Linked DNA regions of Gossypium arboreum: regions 1 and 2 are each linked to region 3. The links are chromatin contacts, called in public Hi-C maps. All regions are on one chromosome and are shown on one strand. The core of a region is the stretch at or near the end of the contact, and the rest is flanking DNA. Distances in the headings are between cores, read along the strand shown. Region 1 has its middle 14 kb from the start of LOC108466996. Region 2 holds the start of LOC108467116 (pentatricopeptide repeat-containing protein At1g26900, mitochondrial). Region 3 holds the start of LOC108468124 (sucrose transport protein SUC3-like).

Region 1 (4,204 bases), core at 467-2,966, 670 kb before region 3:
TTAATCTCGACTCCCATAACCAATAATTCATTTTCTGAAATCATATATTAACAACTTTGATAATTAATTTGTGACATTTAAACTGAAAAATATTTAATTGGTAGTTTAATATAATTATAATAGCGAAGAAAATTATTTTTACAAAAACCTCTCCATTGTAGACATAATAATCAATCATTAGGTGAAGCCTTAAGTTACATGAATTTGTTATATTGTGAATGTTTAATGATGAAAATATGGTCCCAACATGGTAGTATAAGTACCATAACCCTTCAAACTCCTAATCAATATGTCTATTAATAAACATTATATCTTTTAAACGTTTCTGTTATAATAATCATTATTTTTTTTACTTAAAAGTAAATATTGTTAAATTTATATAATTGGTATACTATATTTCATCACTACTTCTCCTTCATTATGAATATATAATTTTAAAAATTATTACTACTATCTCTATGGATGTTGCATGTATTCATTTCTACTCTAGTCTATCTCGCTTCCTTTTAATTTAATTTTTACTATTTATTTTAATATTTTTAATTTTTTAAGTCAAATAAATATTTAAAAAATTCTTTAAAAATTAAATATAAAATATAAGATTTTTTCTATATTATATTATTACATTTTTATCACTATATAAAATGTTCAAATTTTACCATCTTACTAAATTACACCTAAAAGGGACAAATTAATGAAAAGAAATATATGTTATAATATAAAATAAAACTTTTTGAATATGACCATAAATCTCAACAAGTGTTTTTTAAGGTAATTATTTTATTTATTGTTAGTGGAGTTAAAAAATTTCACAAACGGGTTTAGGAAAATGTCAAATGTTTTTTTAATTATTTTATTATTATTATTTTAATACACTCTAAAAACACTTTGCATCAATCTAGACCCGTTTGTGGAGTGTTTTAACTCTTATCGGTAATGTATAAGATACTAATAATTTTTAAGTAGTTTTAATGATGTTGAAAACACATATATACCTAGAAGTTTTGTGTGAGTATTTGATATACTGGTAGTATATTTTTATTTAAAAATAGCTTTAAAAATTAATATGTGTCTCTTTTTAAAATACATATTTTTAATAATTTACTATACTCCTATAAAAATTTATCAATATTTAACTGCACTTGTAGAGTTTAAAAACTCTGCTAACGTTATACCGAATAATTTTCCAAAAGTTTTTGCTACATCCATAAAATTTTAAATTACTTGATAATATATAATAAAGTTTATACGTTGATAGTAAATTTCTTTTCCTTTTAAAATTTCATTGGACGAGAAACTCATAGTAATAAGAGGGTAGGAGGGTGAGTGGGCCATTATTGCACTTGAATGGGCCCATTAACAGTGAAAATAGGTTGCAGGCTTTATAACAATGGGTGAACCCATGGGCCTATTCTTAAAGTGAGGGATTTTCATAGCATGAGGCTGACAGTTTCCGTCGACCTTGGTCTTTTTTCCCGTTCCACTTTTTTATATAATTAAGATTTGAGTAAACTACACCCAAGGGTAAATCACACTCCATGTCCCTTTGATTATTCTAATTTTTTTCTCAATTTAATCATTCTAATTAAGATAATTATTTGAACTAATTATTGTCGTTAAAAAAATCTGTTAATTTACTAGTGGATTGCTCATGTAACACATTAGCCAAATTAATAGTGACACATGGTACATTTTTATTTTTAATTAAAGCTTAGGGACCTATATGTAATTATGCCAAAAAATATATATCTATATATTTCTTTCCCTTCTCTCTCTGAAACTTGTCCTTCTTATCCATCTGGAAACTAGTTGGTGGTGAGGATCCTCGACAAAGCGCCAATACCTGCTCGTGAGGAAGGGAGTGCTGCCACTAAGAGGATGTCGACCTCGTCTTCGATGGCACATTTCATACGGGCCAAAATATCGGATCCCAATGCTTGTTGAGTGCTTCATTGATGGAAACTTTCTCCTCCAAAATTTTGAGTGGGATTTAAATAACTATATACTTCCAAAATTAAAAAAGACTAATTGTGAATACTCAAGTTTCAACAACCGGGAAAGATTCATCCATGTGCTAGATAGTTAATGATGATGATCCATCCATGTGTTGAAACATCTGTAATTATGTATACAAATTGAATCATAGAGAAAAGCAAGAAATCTCATTATTTGAGTTGCTCTCTGAGGGAAACCAGTGCAAAAGAACACCCAAATTCATCATATTAGGTATCAATTTGAACAATATGGGAGTTGCTACTTGCAGAATCATAATTGGTATCATTAATGCTGCAGGTAAGATGATAGAGAAGCACAATGTAAAGTTTCTAAGGTAGAAACAATTACCAAACTAAGAGCTATTGTTCAAAGAAGAAGAAGATACTTCTTTCCCTTCAGCATCAACGAATTTCAAGTTAATAATTGCAGTAAAACAATTGCAATTATAATGAAATTAATACATGCCCAAACAAATAAAAGATATTAGTTATCAGTAAGTGTCAGAAAATTCAAAGTTTTGCATTTGAAAAATGGAAGAAACAAAAGAATTGTCAATGGTATGGTATTTTAATTTGAGAGAAACCAGTGCAAGCGCCATCGACGTCCTTTCATTATCACTCAGCGGCGTCGCTTCCTTCCTCATGGGCGGGTATTGGCGCTTTGCGGAGGATCCTCGCTGGTGCCGCCATTGTCGCCACCAACTGGTTTCCCTGATGGTGGACAGGTTACAGAAGGAAGAGAAAAAAATTGGAATAATTACATATAAGTCCCTAAACTTTAGGCAAAAGTTAAAAAAAGTGCCCCATGTCATGGTTCGTTCAATTGGCTAGGGTGCCATGTCAGTAATCTATTAGTGAATTAATAAATTTTTTAACGACGGTGACTAGTTCGAACAATTATCTGAATTAGAGTGAGTAACTTAAAAAAAAATTAGTGTAACCAAAAAAGGAAAAATATTATTTTAGAGTGACCTTGGGTGTAGTTTACCTTTAATATTTTAACAATTCAATTATTGAACTTATAAATATAATTGTAAAAAAAATCATTAGATTTTTCTTAATTTATATTAAACTTAACATATATAATCTACATGAATATAAAGCATGAAATAAAATAGTTAGATTGCTAAAAATTAATTATATAAAAGTTACAAAAGAGTGTAAAGCCACTTTAATTTCACATCAATGTAAGTGAATTTCTCCTCTACTTTATAATAATTAAATTTTTAAAAATTGATTAAATAATTTTTCATATATTTTATTTTTTCACCACACAAGTAGGGCTATAAATGAACCGAGTTTGAACGAACAAATCTCTGTTCATGTTTGTTTGTTTATTTTAAGCTTGTTCGTGTTCGGTTTATGTTCATTAAAAATTTCAATTTTTGTTAATGTTCGTTTGTTTAATGGTCGCGAACATGTTCATTTAACTTAATCGAACATATTCATGAACAATGTTAATAAATAATAAACAAACAAATGACAATCAATACATACACATATATTGTTTAGATCTAAAATAGTCAAATATAAATATAAATATAAATAATTATATTATAAATGAAAAAATATAAATCAAGATAATTTTATTAATATATGCCAATGGAACAATAAACGAGTTTTAAGATAATTTTATCAATATATACTAATAGAATTTTAATAAGAAAATATCATTAATAAATAAGCGAGTCAATAAACAAGCTTATAAACGACCAATAAATGAGTTTGATCGTGAATATAAATGAACCAAACACACCTCTATTCGTGTTCGTTCGTTTATTAACTGAATATAAAAATTTTATTTATACTAGTTTATTTAGCTTAATAAACGAATATAAACTAACGTTATACGAACGATTTATCGATCGTTCTGTTCATTTACACCCCTACACACTTGAATGAGTTTCATGCACTATTTATGCATCAAAACAAGATATTTCAAATAGTGAGAAAAAAACATTAGGAAAATTATTTAAAAATGATTAAAAGTTAGTATTATAGAAGAATATATTTTAAAGTGAAGCTTTTATTAAAAAACAAAAAGCTTAATTCATGGTTTGGTTCTTAAAGTATACTTATTTTCTCCCTATAGTATCTAAATTTTTGTCCCAATTTAATACCTAAAGTATCAATCACTTCTCAATCTAAAAAAATTATAAAAATAAAATTTACAAAAAAGTACGACAATTGAAAAGATTTAGTTGAAATTA
Region 2 (3,791 bases), core at 969-3,468, 780 kb before region 3:
TGCTTTTTTTTTCTTTGTTTTTCTTGGATTCTAAGGTTTCTAATAGATATTTTCTTTGGAGCGTTTTGTTACCTTTTTTTGTACACAAAGTGAAAAAAAAAAAAATCAGAGAAGCTCTACATTTCTTTCAATTATGAACTCCATCTTATAAGCCCTTCAATTGATTATATCTCTAATCTCTAAACAAGTGGAATTCATATGGGAATAAACATAGGATAAAGAACCTTTCAAGCATCTAAAAGAAGCTGCATTTTCCTGCAATGCACTTGATCCTATATCTATTTGAAAATAAATAAATAAATGGAGGGAAAAAGAAAAAACTGATCTTGTTAGACATACCGAGTAATCTGCAGGTTGATTGTGTGAAGTTTGTTAGGAATTATGATCAAACCCTTCATTTTCCATCTCAATTATGCTATATCCAGCTTCCTTAAGCATCTTATCTTCCTTTCCAACTGACCTAATCCCAGCCCTTTTGAGCATTTCTTTTTCCATTGCCTGCATCCTGGTTTGATCCTGCAACCTTCCAGCAATAGCATATGTACTAGAAAGAAGGATTGAATCTGTTGGAAGTTGATTATAAGATCCCACCAATATGCCCTTCACACATTCCCCCAACTCAACGTTCCCGTATACTCGGCAAGCTGAAAGCAGTGCACGCCATGCAGTAGCATCGCCTTTAATGGGCAAGCTTTTGATTAAATCATGTGCTTCTTCTAGCAATCCAGCACGGCCAAAAAGATCAATGATACATCCATAGTGTTCGACTTTCGGCAAGATACCATATTGAATCATCTTCTCAAAGCAACTTGTCCCCTCTGTGATTAGCCCTCCATGACTGCAGGCACTCAAAACTGTTAAGAAAGTGACTTCATTAGGTCTAAAGCCTTCTTCCTCCATTTGATAAAATAACCTAATGGCATCTTGGGTAAAACCATGCACTCCGTAACCTGAAATCATCGCAGTCCAACATTTTACATCTTTGCTCTCCATCCTATGAAACACATCAACGGCCTTGTTTAAAACACCACACTTTGCATACATATTGACGAGAGCCGTCCCGATAACCGCATCCAGTGGTATTCCTTCCTCTTCCACATAATCACCTATGCAAAGTCCTATATTTATAGCTCCGGAGGCAGCACAAGCTGAAAGCAAAGATACCAATGTAGTCGAATTAGGCTTTACTTGCATAACTTTCATGAGACGTAGTAAAGCTAAAGACTCTTCAAGCAGGCCATTTTCAGCATACTTGCTGATCATACAATTCCAGAGTACAACATCCTTTGCTACAACCTCATCGAAAGCCCTACGCCCTAAATAAACATTCCCAGTTTTCGCATACATATCGATTAAAGCAGATACCAGATTTGAATCAAAACAAAACCCAAGTTTCAAACAATGCCCGTGAATTGACTCTCCCCCAAGTGAATCCCGTACTTCACCCATAGCCAATAGAACAGTCAAAAACGTAGTGACACTCATTGTCAAACAATTCCAACGCATTTGTCTGAACAAACCTATGACAGTATCAGGTTTAGAAACATCAAGATACCCACCCATCAGAGTGTTCCACGAAACGACATCGTTCCTTTCAGGACTTTCATCGAACAAGTTATGAGCATCAAACATTCTTCCACAAACACTGTAAACACGCAAAAGGGTATTCTTAACATTGATGAAAAACAAATGCCCAGATCTCAAAGCCAACCCGTGAATCATTTGACCGTTAAAAATTGCCAATTCACGGCCACATGCTTTAAGCGTAGTAATGAAAGAGAACTGATCGAGAAAAATCCCATCTTTAGCCCTCAAGTTATTGAAAACACTAAAAGCTTGTTTTGGGTTATTGCTAATGGAAAAGCCTCTAAGGATGCAATTGTACATGAAGAGATTTGGGTTGTCAATTTGCTTGAAGACGGAGGCTGCATATTTTATATCTTGCAGTGAAGAAGAAAGAAGAAGCTTGCTTATAATGAAAGGGTCATTATCAAGTCCAGTTTTAATGATACAGCCATGAATTTGAGAGATTTCAGTAATTTGCTTGCATGATTTTAATATGGAAACGATGGTTGAAGGATGTGGGCCAAAGTTTGAAGGTTTGAATAGCATCGGCTAAGTTCGTTAGACAGTTTTTTTTTTTTTTTTTTCGCACGACAGGTTCACTGCTTCAGGGTTCTTTGGCAGACAACTTTTCCACAGTTACCATGTTACGGTGTTGTTGACTTGCATTCATGAGCTGGGCTTAGGCCCAAGCCCAAGTCCAAGCTTGGCCATCTTAGCTGACAATCGATTGGTTTATCAGTGCAAACGAGAGATTGGTTTGTCGGCATAAACAACTAATCTCTGGTAACAAAGTGGCAACTCATTTGAAATTACTTCCTTAACTAATAAACAACTTTATAACTGAATGTCCAATCTTTAACTTACCGATAACATTAAAAACTAGAAAGACCTAATTCTAACTAATAAACTTATCTCGACGTGATTCATTAAGCTATATCACACGTCCGCACCACATAATCATAAACTATACAATTTATGTCGTTTGTCACTAGTATTAGAATGAAAAAAATAATTATAGATTTATTTAGTCTAATTGATAAAAAAATCATTCTAAGTATCAAATACTAGCCAATATTTAATAAATTCAAACACTTGTAATTAGAACTAAATATATGTGAATATTAAAGAACAATAAAGGATTAAAGCCCAAATTAATTCTCATGAATTTATTGAATCAAACTTTTAATTAACCTTCAACTAGAAAAGGGAGTTTAGGAAGTCATATAGTTGGGAAAATGCAATAAACAAGAAGATACTACAAAGTAAGAAAAACTAGCAAAAACCCTAACTCCCTCTAAAAATATAATATTTATATTGTCTAATTAACCTAAGCTAAGTTATAGAAGCTTGCTTGGGATCATAAAACTCTTAAAAGACCAAAATACCCTCTAAACTTGATTAAAATGTGGAGGATTTCATTAAGACAGTAGAGCCTATGTTGGGGAGCCAAGGGTATGATGCAGGGGCGCATGGGATACAAAGAGGGGGGCTCGACTGGTCGCACGCTGGGGCGTCGATGTGTGGTGTTGGAGTGTCGATTCTTGCGTGATGGGGTGCCATGCTCGGTCAGGGGCATTAGGCTCACTCGAGTCACTTGGTTTCAGCTACGCCTCATCCCATTTGACTCGTATCCTCATTTTAGCTTCCAATAAACTTCAAATCTAAGCCTCAAGTTTTTATAAACCTGGTTGAAGGCTATAATTAAATATCAACTATTGAAATCTTATAAAAATAAAAGCATAATTAACTAGAAAGACAATTAAACATAAAAAAGACACGAAACATGTACAATGATAAGTGATATTTCATTTAAAAATCGAACAAAATGTTAAACATAAGAGTGTTAAATATATGAAATATGAACATTCGTTGTTACCAATTTGAAAGATTGAGTCTTTGGAATGCGAATACTTTTTGGAAGCAGTTTGCAATGGAACAAAACAACAAGATTGATATTTTTGAAATTTTGCATACTAAGTTTACACACATTCATTAAACACAATAAAGAATTTTAAGTTAGTCCCAGCATATATGGAACAAAAAATGAAGTTTCTTTATTTTATGTACTAATATAATCTTTCCTAATTTTCATTTATTTCCAATAACATCTTTATTTGAAAATTTTTGGTAGTTTCAAAAATAAAACAATTAAGTCCCTTCATCATAAACGCATTCAAAATTGAAATTTGCATTAATAAAGGACTTACTTTTAGAAAAAGTGTGAT
Region 3 (4,046 bases), core at 793-3,292:
ATCGTCTAACCCTAGATTGAATAATTGAAATCTCTTTCTAATTAACGCCCTAGGGTTGCATTAACTCGATCTATGGATCCCCTTATTAGGTTTCACCCTAATTCGGAAAAATCTTGTCACCCTATCTCTAGGCGCGCAACCAACTCCGCTTAATTATGACAAATTTAATCTTAGACAAGGTCTATTCCTTCTCTGAATAAGAGCTTAACATGAATCAATATGCTGGAATATCAAAACAAGAATTAAGAACACATAATTAAGAACAAGTCAAATATTTATCATACAATTCAGATAATAATAACAAGATCCGTCTTAGGTTTCATTCCCCTTACGTATTTAGGGGTTTTAGTTCATACTAATGAAAGAACACATCTCAAAAGAATAAAAATAACAAAACATAAGAAAACCCAAAACTCCTGAGGGAATTTGAAGGGAGATCTTCAGCCTTGATGGTGAATTCGGCTTCTGAGATGGATCGATCGGCTTTCCTTGAGCAATTCCTTTCTTCCTCCCCTCCTTCCCCTTGTCTAAGTGCCTCCTCAGGTGTTTAAATAGGCTTTGGAATGCCTAAGAGCCCTTAAAATTGGCCTTTTCCGAATTGGACTAAACTTGGGCTCGGCAGGGACACGCCCGTGTGCGATTGCTTAAGGCCGTGGTCAAGGCTGTTAAATGGGCATGAGCGTGTGATCTACTCGTGTCAATCATGCTTTGACCTTGCCAAAGGGACACGGCCATGTGGTCCGCCCATGTGAGGAAGTCTAGGCCGTGTTGATTTCGTACGTTGGCCCATTTTCTCTGTTTTTGGCCCGTTTCTCGTTCCTTTCACTCTCATATGCTCACCTAAGAATAAAACATGAAATTAAGGCATTAGGAGCATCGAATTCACCAATTTTAAGAAAAAATCATCCATAAAATGTGCTAAGCATGGGATAGAAATATGTATGAATTACGGTTTATCACATTCCGTCGTCGTTTCTTATCTTTGGTGTCAACTTTTGAAATTTGATCTCTAAGGCTTGTCATCATTATTAGTAAAAAACTAGAAAGTGGACACCACACTTAAAAAGATCCATCTTATAAAAAATAGGTTAATTTCATAAGATGTTTTCAAAACATGATCTAAAATTTAAATTAGTCTTTAAATTTTAAAGTGTTCTAATTAAATTCTTAAAGCATCAATATTGTATCAATCAGGTCCCCTTGTTAGTTTAATCAATAGCTTGAACATAGTTGTTGTATCAAAATTAGCATAGAATATACTTAAAACATGTGGATCAAATTGAAAACTTATATACCTACTAAATAAACATGTTTAAAATATAAATATTAAAAAATTGTTGGTACTTTCTAATTTTTTCCCTTTTAACACATTAAATAAAAAAAATGTTATGTGATAGATACAAACATGTTTATAATTTGATTCATATATTTTAAATATGTTCCACGTCGATTTGAGTAAAAGAAAGGACTTGACTTATACAATGTTAATAATTTAATGATCCAATTAAAATGTTTTAGCCAACTGTATAAAGGAGTAATGGTTAAGGTTGTTTCAAGGATAGGATTCAAATCTTGTTAATTTAATTCCTCTCTCTAATTTGTAAGGTAAAAAAAAAATATTTTTGAATTTTAAAAATTAACTAATAAAAGTATTATGGAGATTCTTGTACTAAGAATTAAATTACATTTTACCCCACTACTAAAAAATAGGCAAATTAGTCCTTATACATTCGATCAAAGAGTAAATTGTTCTGATAAAAATTTTACCCATCTCTATTGTTAAAACTGGCCTTGTATGTCAAAATGAGCTACACATGGCATGCCACATGTAATTGACTAGTTATTTTGTCAGGCATGCCAATTTTTAACAGTAGAAATGGATGAAATTATTAAAAAAATTTACTTTTTAATCTAATGTACAAGAATTAATATATCCATTTTTTAGTAAAGATGGACAAAATGTAATTTGACTCCTAATACAAAGCTCTATATGCTACTTTTACCGAAATTAATTTGAATTCCTTCGTTCGAATTAACCCAAGAAATCACAAAACGCAACCGCATTAAGGAAGATGTGACGTACCAAAGAAGAGCCAGAAGCGCGAGGGAACGAGCGACCGTAGTCCTTTCTAATATTGCAAAATTCCTTCACACCCGCCCAAATTTGACCTTTTTAACTTTAATCTCCTTTTCTTCTCTTGCTCTAGCAATTTAGATCTAAATTTTAATATCCAAAAAGAGAACAATTTTATTTTCATTTTTCAATTTTCAATTTTCAATTTTTTCTTTTTTCATGGTATATTCAAAAGTTTTAATGTGAAAGGTTTTAATTGAGTTAACTCGTGGAGGATAACCAGCGGCTGAGTCAAAGAGGCTATGGCAGGAACGAGTGACTCAGTTTCTGTCAAGGTTCCTTACAGGAACTTAAGGAAAGATTCGGAAGTTGAAATGATCGACGATCCATATCATCGTCGGATCGATCTAAATTCGTCTCCTGGCTCTCCTTCAACTTCTGCTTCGCCGCCTTCGGCTAGATTTCCCAACGGAAACTCTAACTTATCGTCGCCGATCCACGTTAGATCTAAGGATTGTAGCTTGATAACTCTCGCTCTTAGTTGTACGATCGCCGCCGGGGTTCAATTTGGTTGGGCTTTGCAACTTTCGCTTTTGACTCCTTACATTCAGGTCCTTTTTTTGTGTGTGTTTTCCCTTAATACTTTTTATATTTTTAAGTAACGGAGAAAATTAGGTTATTTACTATGCATGTTGTTAATTTTGAACTCTGTGCAATGTGTTTGAATTAGATCAGTGTTATTATTAGATGGCATGTTGTGCTTTGCTTTTGTTAATTTTATGAAATAGAAATAAAAGAATATCAGCGCCAAGTACTCTTTTGTTGATATTTTTGAATCATCAATTAGAAAGTATACACTGCAATACTTTTTCTTTATTGTTTAGTCGGTAATTTGCCTAATTTTCATGGATTTTTAGAACGAATTTTGGGTGCAATTACAATTTGGAAAAGAAAGATTATGGCGTGAGAGAAAAACTCTTTATATAATTTCTTTCTATTTCTTCTCATAATTTCTAGAAATACTTGTAATTTTTAACATATCATAGAAGGCCCTCGCAGTGTTTGAAAAGGAATAAAAAAAAAAAAGGAGTAAAAGGCTAGAATGCTTTTGCTTTGTTGATTATTGTCGTTCTTCTGAGAAAAGAAGAAAAAGTATGGCCATTGTTCGAAGAACATGTTTTAATCATAAAGTAATTCTCAAAATATTTTGTGAAACTGGGTAACATTATCTTTGTATTTATTTATTTTTTATTAGCCTCAGCCTTGATTCCTTTTCAACTGCTCTGAGCTTCTTTTGAGCTTATGGTGCATTTCCCTTGTTGTTTGACCATTCATATTGGCTGATTCATGCAGACACTTGGAATAGAGCATGCTTTTTCTTCGTTCATTTGGCTCTGTGGTCCAATAACTGGTCTTGTGGTAGGTGATGGGAACCATATTACATATAAATTTATATTGATGCCCTGTTCATTATTATGGTGGTGCAATAATTGATGTAAATGACTACACTTAAAAGATTGCTGTCTTTATATGTGATCTATTGAGTTGTTTTTATTTTGATCTTAGGTTCAACCTTGTGTCGGTATTTGGAGTGATAAATGCACTTCAAAATATGGAAGGAGACGGCCTTTTATCCTTGCTGGATCACTCATGATCTCTCTTTCTGTAAGCATTGAAGTGTTACATAATTCATTCTTATATACTATGTTTCTGGGTTTTATATCTGCTAAACTAAATTTTGTAATTTAGGTGATAATAATCGGATTTTCTGCAGACATTGGATACATTTTAGGTGATACGAAGGAGCATTGCAGGTATCATTTTCTGCTTTGATTTCTTCTATTCTTTTCTGGCACCCCCTGTCTCCCAAAAGAAAAATAGAAAGATATTGACCAAATAATGTATGCAATGCAGTACATTTAAAGGTACACGAACGAGGGCGGCTTTTGTCTTTGTTATTGGATTCTGGATG

The links. A called contact is a pair of places that touch in the nucleus more often than the background predicts.
Region 1: a Hi-C map of leaf shows a contact between it and region 3, with 5 times the contacts expected there. The contact joins the enhancer-like site here to the promoter of LOC108468124 in region 3. A contact is called at or near these places in 2 of 5 Hi-C or Micro-C datasets (both in leaf).
Region 2: a contact with region 3 is called in a Hi-C map of leaf, with 6 times the contacts expected there. The contact joins the promoter of LOC108467116 here to the promoter of LOC108468124 in region 3. A contact is called at or near these places in 2 of 5 Hi-C or Micro-C datasets (both in leaf).

Annotation. Positions count from the first base shown.
Region 1 is chr13:21,316,018-21,320,221 of ASM2569848v2, reverse strand. No RefSeq gene overlaps it. Among protein-coding and RNA genes, the nearest start is that of LOC108466996, 14 kb to the left of the region's middle. Within about 2 kb of position 1,716, at least 2 of the 2 cell types and tissues checked have an H3K27ac peak or open chromatin away from gene starts, as enhancers often do. A contact at or near this core is called in leaf, where this site is marked.
Region 2 is chr13:21,424,462-21,428,252 of ASM2569848v2, reverse strand. It overlaps LOC108467116 (pentatricopeptide repeat-containing protein At1g26900, mitochondrial), which reads right to left and starts at 2,218. Exons shown (of 1, transcript XM_017767635.2): 1 at 122-2,218. The coding sequence starts at 2,112. The coding sequence ends at 373. LOC108467115 (PH, RCC1 and FYVE domains-containing protein 1) reads left to right here. Exons shown (of 9, transcript XM_017767634.2): 9 at 1-131.
Region 3 is chr13:20,648,789-20,652,834 of ASM2569848v2, reverse strand. It overlaps LOC108468124 (sucrose transport protein SUC3-like), which reads left to right and starts at 2,042. Exons shown (of 14, transcript XM_017769299.2): 1 at 2,042-2,685; 2 at 3,428-3,493; 3 at 3,641-3,739; 4 at 3,824-3,888; 5 at 3,989-4,046. The coding sequence starts at 2,377.